Linked DNA regions of Triticum aestivum: region 1 is linked to region 2. A link is a contact called in public Hi-C data. All regions are on one chromosome and are shown on one strand. The core of a region is the stretch at or near the end of the contact, and the rest is flanking DNA. Distances in the headings are between cores, read along the strand shown.

What was found. A called contact is a pair of places that touch in the nucleus more often than the background predicts.
Region 1: a contact with region 2 is called in a Hi-C map of leaf, with 2.7 times the contacts expected there. The contact joins the promoter of LOC123159337 here to the enhancer-like site in region 2. A contact is called at or near these places in 5 of 5 Hi-C or Micro-C datasets (leaf, root and an unstated tissue) and 1 of 1 datasets of contacts at active chromatin or transcription factors (leaf).

Annotation. Positions count from the first base shown.
Region 1 is chr7B:487,927,476-487,933,306 of IWGSC CS RefSeq v2.1, forward strand. LOC123159337 (protein NRT1/ PTR FAMILY 4.6) reads left to right here and starts at 3,858. Exons shown (of 4, transcript XM_044577161.1): 1 at 3,858-4,094; 2 at 4,190-4,298. The coding sequence starts at 4,077.
Region 2 is chr7B:487,730,237-487,735,822 of IWGSC CS RefSeq v2.1, forward strand. No RefSeq gene overlaps it. Among protein-coding and RNA genes, the nearest start is that of LOC123159337, 200 kb to the right of the region's middle. Within about 2 kb of position 3,800, at least 1 of the 8 cell types and tissues checked has an H3K27ac peak or open chromatin away from gene starts, as enhancers often do. A contact at or near this core is called in leaf, where this site is marked.

The DNA of each region.
Region 1 (5,831 bases), core at 2,608-5,107, 200 kb after region 2:
TGTTTCGACAACTGAAACTTAAAACTTACTGTGCACTCTTGCGGCATACTAGCTACTTCGCGAATTGTGAGGCAGTCGAGCGGCCGGGTAGGCTTGGCAGGTGGGTTCCCCGCACCTGTGCGCCCCTGCGAATTTCCTAGGTGAGACCAAACATTAAACCCATATCTGAAATATTAAAAAACGTTGCGACGAAATTTAGAAACTATATGGTAGACGGATCAAATTCAATTCCCAAACCAAACAAGGCGCAAGGGAGAATCAGAGGAGTGCGACTTGAAAAAAAAGAGTAGATCCATCGAGAATGATCGCACCACCAATTCCTCCTATCGCACATTTCAGCCAATGGATCTGTCCGATCCTCATGTTGCTCGCGTAGTGTCGTTGTCGACAGCAAGTAGAAGCAGAAAGCACTGCGGCCAGGCCATGCATGCTTCTTCCTGTTGCTCGGGCGTGCGGCTGATCAGTCCTCTCGCTGCGACGACCCACGAACCATCGACCGGTCAGGCTTTCTCCTGTTGCTCGTTAGGGCGTGCGCCTGATCAGTGATCAGCCGACGTACGCATCCGGTGGAAGAATCCTCAACTTGCCCCTTAGAGCATCTACAACAGGAGTTGGCAAATCCGGCCCCTCAATTGCCTGCGGACGCGCCCATTGATCGGGCATCCCTCATATTTGTCATTGTGATATCTGGCACCTTATTCATACTACACATGCAAGCGTTGATCTATCCTACGCAAGCAAATGACGACAATAATTTTTTTTCCGAAACGGAATGAACAACAAAAATCAATTGCAAAGGAACACAAGGTCGGCTGCAAACGGACATTAACATACTTCACCACATTCAAAAAGATCATAGTTCGTCTCCGGACAAGTTCATAAACTTCTACAACTAAAAAGAATATATAAACATTAAGGAGTAGGAGGGAGGGGGCAGAATCACCACTTCCTCACCGGGCCTTTGCCCTTCCGGTCATCGGGCGCAGATGTAGGCGTCCGCGACTGGTGTAGGGTAATCGTCGTAGGACGAGGAGGTGCAGCTGTCGCCGCAGTCGGAGTCGGAGTCGGAGAGGATGGTGAGCCCCTTCATCCGACGAACCGCCCTGTCTTGCTGTCGCTTCAACCTTGCCACCCGAGCCTTCTCCGTCGCTGCCTCCTTCGCCTCGCGCTCTGACTGCTCAATAACAAGCCGGGACGCCTTGGCATTCTTCCTCGTAGGTGGCGAGCGTCTGTCTCCGCCGTCGCGAGGGAGAGGCCGTACACCCATGCGAGGAGATGCGCGCCTCTCGTCAGCGTCTGGCTCCGTCCTGCGGCGGTTGCACCCGGACTGCTCGGGCGCGTCCCTCTCCCGTGCACGCTGCCTCTCGCGACGCGTCTCCAACTCCGGAGGTCCAGCCGGCGGGCCGGGAAGGTCCAGCTCTAGCGTCCTTGCGTCGTTGCGTACGGGCCGGGAAGGTCTAGTTCCGGTATCCGCGCTCCGCCGACGCGGGAGTTGCAGTGACGCTCCAGATCCAAAGTTGCCGCTAGTCTCACCTTGGACCACTCCAGCGTAATGCGGAGGGCCATCTCCTCCTTGTAGTCGAGCTCCGAGCCGGAGTCACTGCCGGAGCTGCTCATCGTGGTGGATGGGATCGGCACCGGAGAGGAAGAGGAGTGGACGGAGCAAGAGAAAGGGATAGAGTGAGCTAGGGTTTGATCTCGCCGCCCGGATTGGGGTTTTTTGTGGGGTCGGTGGTGGGCCAGGCCAGTCAAGTGGACGCGACCGGGCGTGCCCGGGCCATCCCTCTATCCGCCATATATTTGGGTTGGATATGAGGGGTACCGGTCAGTCCGGGCGTTTGTCCGCAGTTTGAGAGGTCCAGTTGGGTGGATTTTTTTTACTGGTCAGTGACTGGTCGGCCTGCCCGGATGTGCCCGGACCGCCCATATCTGTCCTATATTTGGGCTGAATATGAGGGGTGTCGGTCTACCCGGGCGTTTGTCCGCGGTTTGAGAGGTCCGTGTTGCACTACTAGAAAAATGGCTATAACTAATATGGACATTAATGACGCACCACGTATGTGGTGCGCCACTGCTATATAGCAGTGACGCATCATATATAGTTACGCCATTAAACTTCAAATACTAATGGCGCACCACATCCACGGTGCGCCACTACTAACAATTTTTTTTAATTTTTTTTCAAAACTAGTAATGGCGCACCACACCCTCGGTGCGCCACTACTAACAATTTTTTTTCCAAAACTAGTAATGGCGCACCACACCCTCGGTGCGCCGCTACTAACAATTTTTTTTTTCAAAACTAGTAATGACGCACCCGGGGATTATGCGACATTACTAGTTTAACTAGTAATGACGCGCCACACCCACGGTGCGCCATTACTAACTTCGACAAAAATTCCACCGAATGCACCCCCTGTGGACCGCCTTTCCAGTTTAAAAAAAATAAAAGAAAATGATGGAAATGTCAAAAAAATAAGTTTCTCATGTGATATGTGGTCTACTTGTTGGGGAAATTTACAAATATGGATTTCGACTTTATTTGCAAAATCTCTCTGGATTTGTAAAATGGGCATAACTTTTGCATACGAACTCGGATTAAAAAGTTTTTTAATATGAAAAATCATCTACTCGAAAAGATACGGGACCCCGTTGAAGATTTTTAGAATCCCCAAAAACTTAGCAGAATAAACGATACGGGGCTTTTAAGATCTAGAGGGTGAAAAACAGAAAAAAAATAAATTCAAAGTTAGTAATGGCGCACCTTTTGCTAGGTGCGCCACTAGTAACAGAAAAAGAAATTGGTTTCGAATTTTGCTTTTGGAATTTTTTTCAAAATATGATACGTAATATGACGGGGAAGTTTAAAATATTTTTTCAAAATTTCATCACACTCATGAACATGAACAAAGTCCTACACATCAACAAGGTTTAATAGGATTTATATGATAGATATATTAACAAGTGCCTGTTAAGTGAGTTGGTGCTGGGGTTGGATAGAACTGCAAAGTTAAGCGTGCTCGGGTTGGAGTAGTGTGAGGATGGGTGATTGAGGAAAAAAATTGAAAAAAAAATTGTTAGTAATGGCACACTTGTGGTGCGTCATTACTAAGTCAGATAGTAATGACGCACTTTTAGCCATGGTAATGGCGCACTAAATGTGCGCCATTAATATTTGTTACTAATGGCGTGGTAATAGTGGCGCACCTATAGTGCATCATTAATGGCAAAAATAGGTCAGTGACCGGACGGCCTGCCCGATCGTGCCCAGGCCGTTCATATCCGCCCCATATTTGGGCTGCATATGAGAGGTGCCGGACAGCCCGGCATTTTTTCATGGTTTGTGAGGTTCGTTTGGGTCGAGTTTTTAACCGGTCAATGAACAGACGGGCTGCCCAAACGTTTGAAAAGGGTATGAGATGCCCGGCCTTAGATGCTCTTATCACTGGCGCTTGCTCACTGCGCGCTTGACAAAGCATGTCGAAGTAGGTCGTCCTAGCGTTTTCGATCAAACATCATCCTTGATGTTTGATCCCTGCACGTGCTCATTTACAAACCCTGCACGATGCATCCCTGCACGTGCTCATTTACAAACCCACCGAATACAGCTGGATATACTACGCCGTATCAGTCCAGATAATCCCTGTAAATGCACCCCATTAATGAAATAAAAATGGAAAATGGAAACGAGAAAACGAAAATAGAAAAACGTGCGGCACGAGAAGAAGACAATATTGCGTCGCGCAAGAGGAGGAAGAGGGGCATGCTGAGCTGAGATGGACGTCTCTGCGTGCCCTCGAGTCCCCGTCAACCGCCCCTGTGGGCTGGGGGTGGCGCCGTTTTACGGTTCTACCCCTCCGGCACCAGCGGCGCAGCCAGCCACCCGCTCTCTCCCCCGTCCGCACGCACTTTTAAATACGCCACCGTGCCCCTCCTCCCCCGTCAGCCAGGCAGTCACACACAACACACGGCGCTCCCCTGAGACTGAGAGCCTTCCTGAACGGCCTCCTCTCTTCATCCGGCAGTTCAGAGTTTCAGACTTTGAGAGTTCACACACACACGCACGCCGCGGCTTGATGGCGGGCGGCGCCATGGTGAGTCGACCGATCGATCGATCTCCTTGGAGCCGATGCGGCAGTTCTTGTTCTGTTGCTGTCGGTGTTGATCTGTCGGGTCTTGTTGTATGCAGGAGGACGGAACGCGGGAGGTGGAGCGGTGGGAGGGGTACGTGGACTGGAGGAGCCGGCCGGCGGTGAAGGGCCGGCACGGCGGCATGGTCGCCGCCTCCTTCGTGCTGGGTAAGCAAATCCGACGCCCTCACTCCCTCTCTCGATCACGCAGCGATGCATGCTCCTCAACCCCTTCTAGGCTCTTCCGGAACCCTCTCGGCCGAGCCGGAGGGAGACAGAGGGCGACGTAGGGGGCCGACCGGAGCGGGAAAGGAGACGGAGCACAAGCGGGAATAGGATACCCGGGGCACCCCCTGCATATCTGCGCCGCGGGCATGCATCAAGCATCATGGACTCATGGTCCATCCTCCCCTCCCCGCCGGCCATCTCTTTCCCAATCCTGAAAGCCACCGCACGCACCTTCCCTTTCGTCCCCTTCCTTTCTTGATCGGACCTGCGCCCTTTCCCTATCTGATCTGCCCGCTTTCGGGCATGTAGTGCTCCATAGCCTTCCCTCTCCGCCGCCCCACCCGACCCGACCTCTCTCTGATTTCCATCTCCATTTCCCTTACCTTCCTTTCCTCCCCCTCCCCTGATTTCTTGCTTTCGCAGGCCGTGCGTTTCCATCCGTTTCCCGGGTTCGTGCAACTTGGGCAGGAATTGGGCACCTTTACCTGCCGCCAAGTTGCATGCCAAGAGGGCAGACACAACTTGCGCCGAGCTACAGTTCATGGCGCTTTTGCACGAGCCTTCGAATCCATGCTCTCCAATGCGCCCCGCGAAACCGACGGCCCCTGCTCCGTCACTGTGCCGGGACGGCGATCTCTCTCTCTCTCTCCCGCCCGCCGTTCTAGAAGCCTCCCGTACGATGCGACCTGATTCCGAGAAAGAAAGAAAACGAGCGGGGCCCTCCATTGCTTCTCGCGTGTGTGGAGGAGAGGAGAAGCTAGCCGGCTTGTGAGCGAGAGTGGCCTCTGTTTCTCGCTTTGGTGGTTGAGGACGAAGGCATGATGGCGTCAAAAAGACTTTCCTTTTTTTTGGCTTCGCTTTTTACCCGCCTGCCCGCCCGCCCCGAGCGGCACGCGGGCCGTCCGAAAACGGGCGCATTAAAAACGGCACGAATCGCAAGGCGGTAACGGCGAGCAGATTGGCCGGCCCGCGCCGGGAAAGCCACCCATGTAATGCGGGCGTTATCTCAATTATTACCGCACGCGGGAATGCTACACGTACAAACGATTTACAGGCTTTTATAGAATGGTTAACCTTGATTGGTTAATAGGTGAGCGGGGCGGCCCACCTCCCTGAAAATCAGGGGAGAAGAGGTTTGTGATTGGTTGTTAGATGGAAGGAGCGTGTAAAAGCGTGTAAGTCTTTGTATGTCTAGCATTTTTGTACCGCACATGCTGCGGCTGCAGCTTACATATGCTAATTTTGCCCACTCAGAAATACTCCCTCCGTCCGAAAATACTTGTCGAAGAAATAAATAAAAATAGATGTATATAGAACTAAAATACGTCTAGATACATCCATTTCTCTGACAAGTATTTCCGGAAGGAGGAAGTATCTATGAACCAACTTGTGAATTGTTTTTCACCTTACGTTCATAGCTGTTCTTTCGCTCGGATTTCGTCTAGCTCCGCCCCTGCTTGTAACCTAGTGGTT
Region 2 (5,586 bases), core at 2,550-5,049:
AATGTTCGAATTAGCCACGCAGCAAATAGGCACCCAAGCAACCCACTTGTGCTAGAAAACACGTGTACGCTTGGTGTAACTTTGCTTCCATTCAAAAGGATTTATTTTATGATTTAGACACCGCTACGTATTTTAGCTATTTTCTTGACATTGTGGCGGACCCACCATTGGGACGAGCCGGGGCAGCCGCCTCAGGTCGTCGGCAGCGGAGTATCGAACCCCAACTATGTATCTTTCCGCCAGCAGGCATCAGAACACAAAAAGCCAGCGGCGGCGGCACTGTTTCTCTGTTTCTGTGTGACTGCATCGAAGGGTTGAGGGAGAAATAGATTTGGGCTGATCCGCTGGGGACTGTGCTACGTTTTATAGTTAATATAGCCCACTGTATAGGCTCAAGTGCCCAATCAATCTGTACTGCAATCGATGAATGACAGAGAAGGAAATTCCCAGTCGATAGAGAAATCGCTTCCAGCCGTTCCCCTCGACCTAGCCAGACCTAGCCGTTCCCCAATTAATTTTGTAGATCTCGTTTGGAAATTAATATGGGATCATATTATGGCATAAATGAGCATTTCAAGCAAAAGAGTCCATGTTAGCAGTTTACTACTCCCTCCGTTCCATGATATAAGAAAGTTTTTGACACTAGTATAGTGTCAAAAACATTCTTATATTATGGGACGGAGGGAGTAGTTTTTAAAATCTTTCTTATTCTTTTGTTGTTGAATGCTACTTCCTCCACTCCTAAATATAAGATTTTTAGAGATTTCAATACGAAATACATTCGGATATATATAGACATGTTTTCGAATGTGGATTCACTCATTTTGCTTCATATGTAATCCGCATAGGAATCTCTAAAAAGACTTATATTTAGGAACGAAGAGAGTATGAATTTTGGTTGAATATAGTTACACTTGTGCCGACAAAAATTAGACGTTAAATGTTCGCCCCAGCTAACTCCAATTCCTGGGTCCGCCACTGACATATATACAGGGTTTTCTTTTGCTTTGCTTGTATAAAGGTTTAACTTAAACCTTAAAAGATGGTTTGAGACTTGAGAGGACGAGGAGTAAACAAATCCAATGAATATCAAAGGGATTAGTTGTTTTGTTAAACAATGAGCTAAAAACTTGTCTTGATTCATGGATTAAGAGTGTTTTATAAGTCAAAAGCATGCTCTTGGCTCGTCTATGTAGGCGCAAAATCTTATTTTACGAACGTTCTTCATTGATCGGTGCTTTTCTTCTTTGTTTTCTCAAATGCAGAAACTTCCGATATGTATAACGTGGAGGTTCATCGACCGAAACTTTAGTTACCAATGTGTGTAGGTCTGAACGAAATTCTGATACTCGAATCACGACCAGCAACTTTACAAGTTGTCTGCAACAAGGATTTGAATGCATCAGGTATATGGTCGTTGTTGTTGCTTTACAAGTAGACTGCAGGTGCCATATCGTATATGTAGTCACGTGAATGATGGTCCACAGTCCGCAAGCAGAATCGATACCTCCGGATGGGGAAATCCCAAATCATTTGGCCGGTGCGATAGTGCAAGAAGCTCCGTGTCGTTTTCTTTCCTACTTTTCTTTTTCCTCAAAAGAAACGAAAAACAAACACGTAGGTCGATAGAAGAAATAGAAATACAAACTTCAAATATGTATGGCTTTATTTAAGACGGATACTAGTAGAATTATGCATGCATCGATCCACTCTTCCATCAAGAGATGTTAGAGCATGTACAACCGGACTTTGTAAATCTGACCTTTCAAACGCCCGCGGACACGTTCGAACGTTCGCAGACAGTGACCGATCACGCTTTAAATATTTCATTCTATAGCTGAATACCTTAAATTAGAAATCTCAAATCTATATCATTACTTGCAACATAAACCGATCTTTAAGCGGAGCTCGTCCGGCTTCGCCGTGCGCATGTCTGGCGGCCGGCTGCACTCCCCAAAGTGTTGGCCCGGTCGCCGGTGAGGTAGAGTAGGACATGGGACACGAGCCGGCTCACGGGACTTAAGGCACCGCCGTTTTCCATGCTCTACTCTTCCTCATCGAAGTCTGAGACCCTGACATTGCCGGTGGACGTCAGATCGATGATGGATCCGTTCTGGGATGAGTCTGCAACATCCACGACGACGCGGTTGCGTTGCCCGGACTGGTGCACCATACGGAGCGCCGGAGAATGCGATTCAGCCTCGCCAACGTCCACCGCCGCGTGGCCTGCCGCCGCCTCTAGCGCCCGCTGCCTCGCATGGCGGGCATGCCGCACCACGTTTGCGTCGGACGACGCCCATGACGCGTCCTCCGCCTCGGTGCGCTAACGGAGAGTTTGCGCATCCGCCACCGCATTGGGACGCCAGATGGACCGCACGAGCCCCCGATGAGTCAGCAATGGCACACCCAGCGGCGGATCCATGCGCCATTTGGGCGGACGCAATGGATTCTTGACGGAAGGAGTCCGAACACCCGTCAGGCGGCCTCTTCATGGGAGCGGCGGAGCGCAAGCTGAAAAGGTCATCTCCTTCTCGGGGCCGCATGTGATGAGCTCGGGATCGACGGATCTAGGGGTGTAGGACTCGGATCTGTAGCCCGCCATGCTGGAGAAGACCGAAAATCGCCCGATGGAAGCTTGGGGCGGAGTGGAGCGAAGGGAAGTGGAGTGGTGTGGTTATTAGTGATTGGTCCGGGGAGCCAATGGGGAGGATTATATGTGGGGTCGGGTGGGTCAGTGTGCGCCGGGTCTGGCGTGACGGACGCTTCTGGCCTCGTCCTAATCCGTCCCATATTTGAGCCGGATATACGAGGGTGTAGGTCAGTCCGGGCGTTAAGGAGGATTTGAAGCGTTTGACCGGGTCAATTTTTTTGTGCCCAGACCGTCCGTCCGGGCGTAAGAGGAGGGTTTAAGGCACCCGGTCGCAGATACTCTTACGTACGTATGTGAGCTAGGCGTGCTTCATTTTTCATGGTCCGCCAGTAGCTTTGCTTTTGCGTGTGTGGCCGCACTGAAGTAAAATCCTCTCCCTCTCGATCCCGTGGAAGTGGATCGAACGTGCATGATTCCCATCTCCACTCAACACGTGCATTCGCAGGCGCGGCCACACGTACGTGATCGATCGTATGACCATCTGACCCGGTGGCTAGCCATGACTCGTATCGCCCCGACCGGCGACATGCATGTCAGGCGTGGTGAGGTGAAGACGTGCTGCACGAGTGCATGCATGCGCAATCACGCGGCTCCAGAGTTAGGCGGGTGACGACTCGTTGCACCCTGAGTGAAGAAGGGTATAAGCCGCAGATTAGCATGCCTAACTGATTAACTGATTACTTAATTAACCAGCAGGATATGTGATACCCGCGAAAGGCAAATCCATCGAGTGCGCGCTTTCGATCTCAGTGTCGGATATGTACGGCCATGGCACGCACGCTCGAATCTCGACCGAGCCGAGGGTCGACCTGAGTCAAGTCTCCGCGTGATCTCCGAACCGAAAGGCGTCGGAACTCTCTATCCGACCGACCGCCCAGCCGGACCAGCTGGCCTCCTAGCGCACCGCATCCCCATGCACACGCACGTAACTTCCTCGCATGACCACAGGAGGAACCCGCGCGCAACGGCCGGTCAGCAACCATCGAGTGACTCGTGCGGTGAAGCTGCCTGCATACGCGCATAGAGTTCGAACATCTTCTCTGTACAGGTGGATCTACGTACGACCTGCGGTCAACATACATGTTAGGCTTTCAGCTAGTCGGGATAACGGATAACCGGATAAGAAGAAAGCCTAAAAACGCAGCACGTGTCAGGTACGCTCGCCGTGCAGCGCATGCTCCGGTCATGACCTGTGCTACAGTCTACGCTACGTACGTACGTGCGTTCGCGTGCAGTCAAGAGCGATTTCGACAGCCGTCGCGCGCGCGCTCTCTCTGTCACGCACGCGTGTTTTCACCGTCCACGCCTCTCGCCAAATCGACCGGCCGTTCGAGGTACGTACATGGATGCCAGGTGGTAGGCTCACGCGGCCCTTGCATGGATTCGGTCGACGAATGCAATTTCGTATCCTACCGGCCGGCAGTCGGCGGAGAGGTTCCAGTCAAAACTCAGAGCACGAGCGACCTTGATAACTTGGCTTCACCAATGACACCTTGCGGATCATATATCCACACACAAAAAATCCCTACATGCATGTTGCATAGAGTGCTCCTGTCCATGCGAAAACATGGCTCGTGAGAACATCGACTGGTGCATGAACCCCTGCACCACCGCTGCATGCATGACCACCGCCTACGGGTGCAAATTCAGCCATGACACGCGCCGTTCTGCTCACACATGGTATTTGTGGGTTTCTACGTTTTCTATTTGTTGATGAAAAAGAAAGTTTACCCCCCGGCGTCTGTACCACCCGATGCACAAAAACATTGTGTGGCTGCCTATGTACCTAACCACTCAACTCACATACGTACGTCTATTCTATTTTGAAATCTGTCAGCAGCGACAAATAATATGGATAGAAGGGGGTAATATTTTTTATGACGGCTTTAATTCACTAATTATGTGTTAGTAGATTTCTTTTGTTCTTTGTTTTGTCATATATAAACCGTTAGAGACCTAGCCGTTGCTCCATCATAATCCCTCCGTTCGAAAATACTTGTCTAAAAAGGAATAAAACCGGATATATCTAGATGTATTTCAGTTCTAGATGCATCCCTTTTCATCCATTTTGATGATAAATATTTTCGGATGGAGGGAGTACTGGATAAGTCAATGACCCTCTGGAACACCGGAGTTTCTGACGGCAATTGTGGGCATGTTATGCTCACTTAACAACAAGTCTTAGCCGTCACCGAACACGCCCTGGAAAGTCAGCTCTTAAAAAAAATACTGTGCGAAATTTCCAACGTACACTCAAAGGAGGATTAATACCGTCCAAGAAAGTTGAACTGATTATAGGCTCACTTTTTGTCTGCAGTTTTTACTATCATATAGTGTGTAAAACTCCGTGCATGCAAACTCATACTTCCTCCGTCTGAAAAATACTTGTCGAAGAAATTGATAGAATTGGATGCAGCTAGAACTAAAATTCCAACATACACTCAAAGGAGGATTAATACCGTCAAAGAAAGTTCAACTGATTATAGGCTCACTTTTTGTCTGCAGTTTTTACCATCATATAGTGTGTAAAACTCCATGCATGCAAACCCATACTTCCTCCGTCTGAAAAATACTTATCGAAGAAATTGATAGAATTGGATGCAACTAGAACTAAAATTCCAACATACACTCAAAGGAGGATTAATACCGTCGAAGAAAGTTCAACTGATTATAGGCTCACCTTTTGTCTGCAGTTTTTACCATCATATAGCGTGTAAAACTCCATGCATGCAAACTCATACTTCCTCCATCTGAAAAATACTTGTCGAAGAAATTGATAGAATTGGATGCAGCTAGAACTAAACTATGTCTATATCATCCATTTCTTTGATAAGTATTTTTGAATGAAAAGTGAACTACTATATAGAAGTGTAATGTTTACTTGAAACAGAATTAGGCTAAGTACACCAAGAAATAAAATTTTCTCCTACATATCT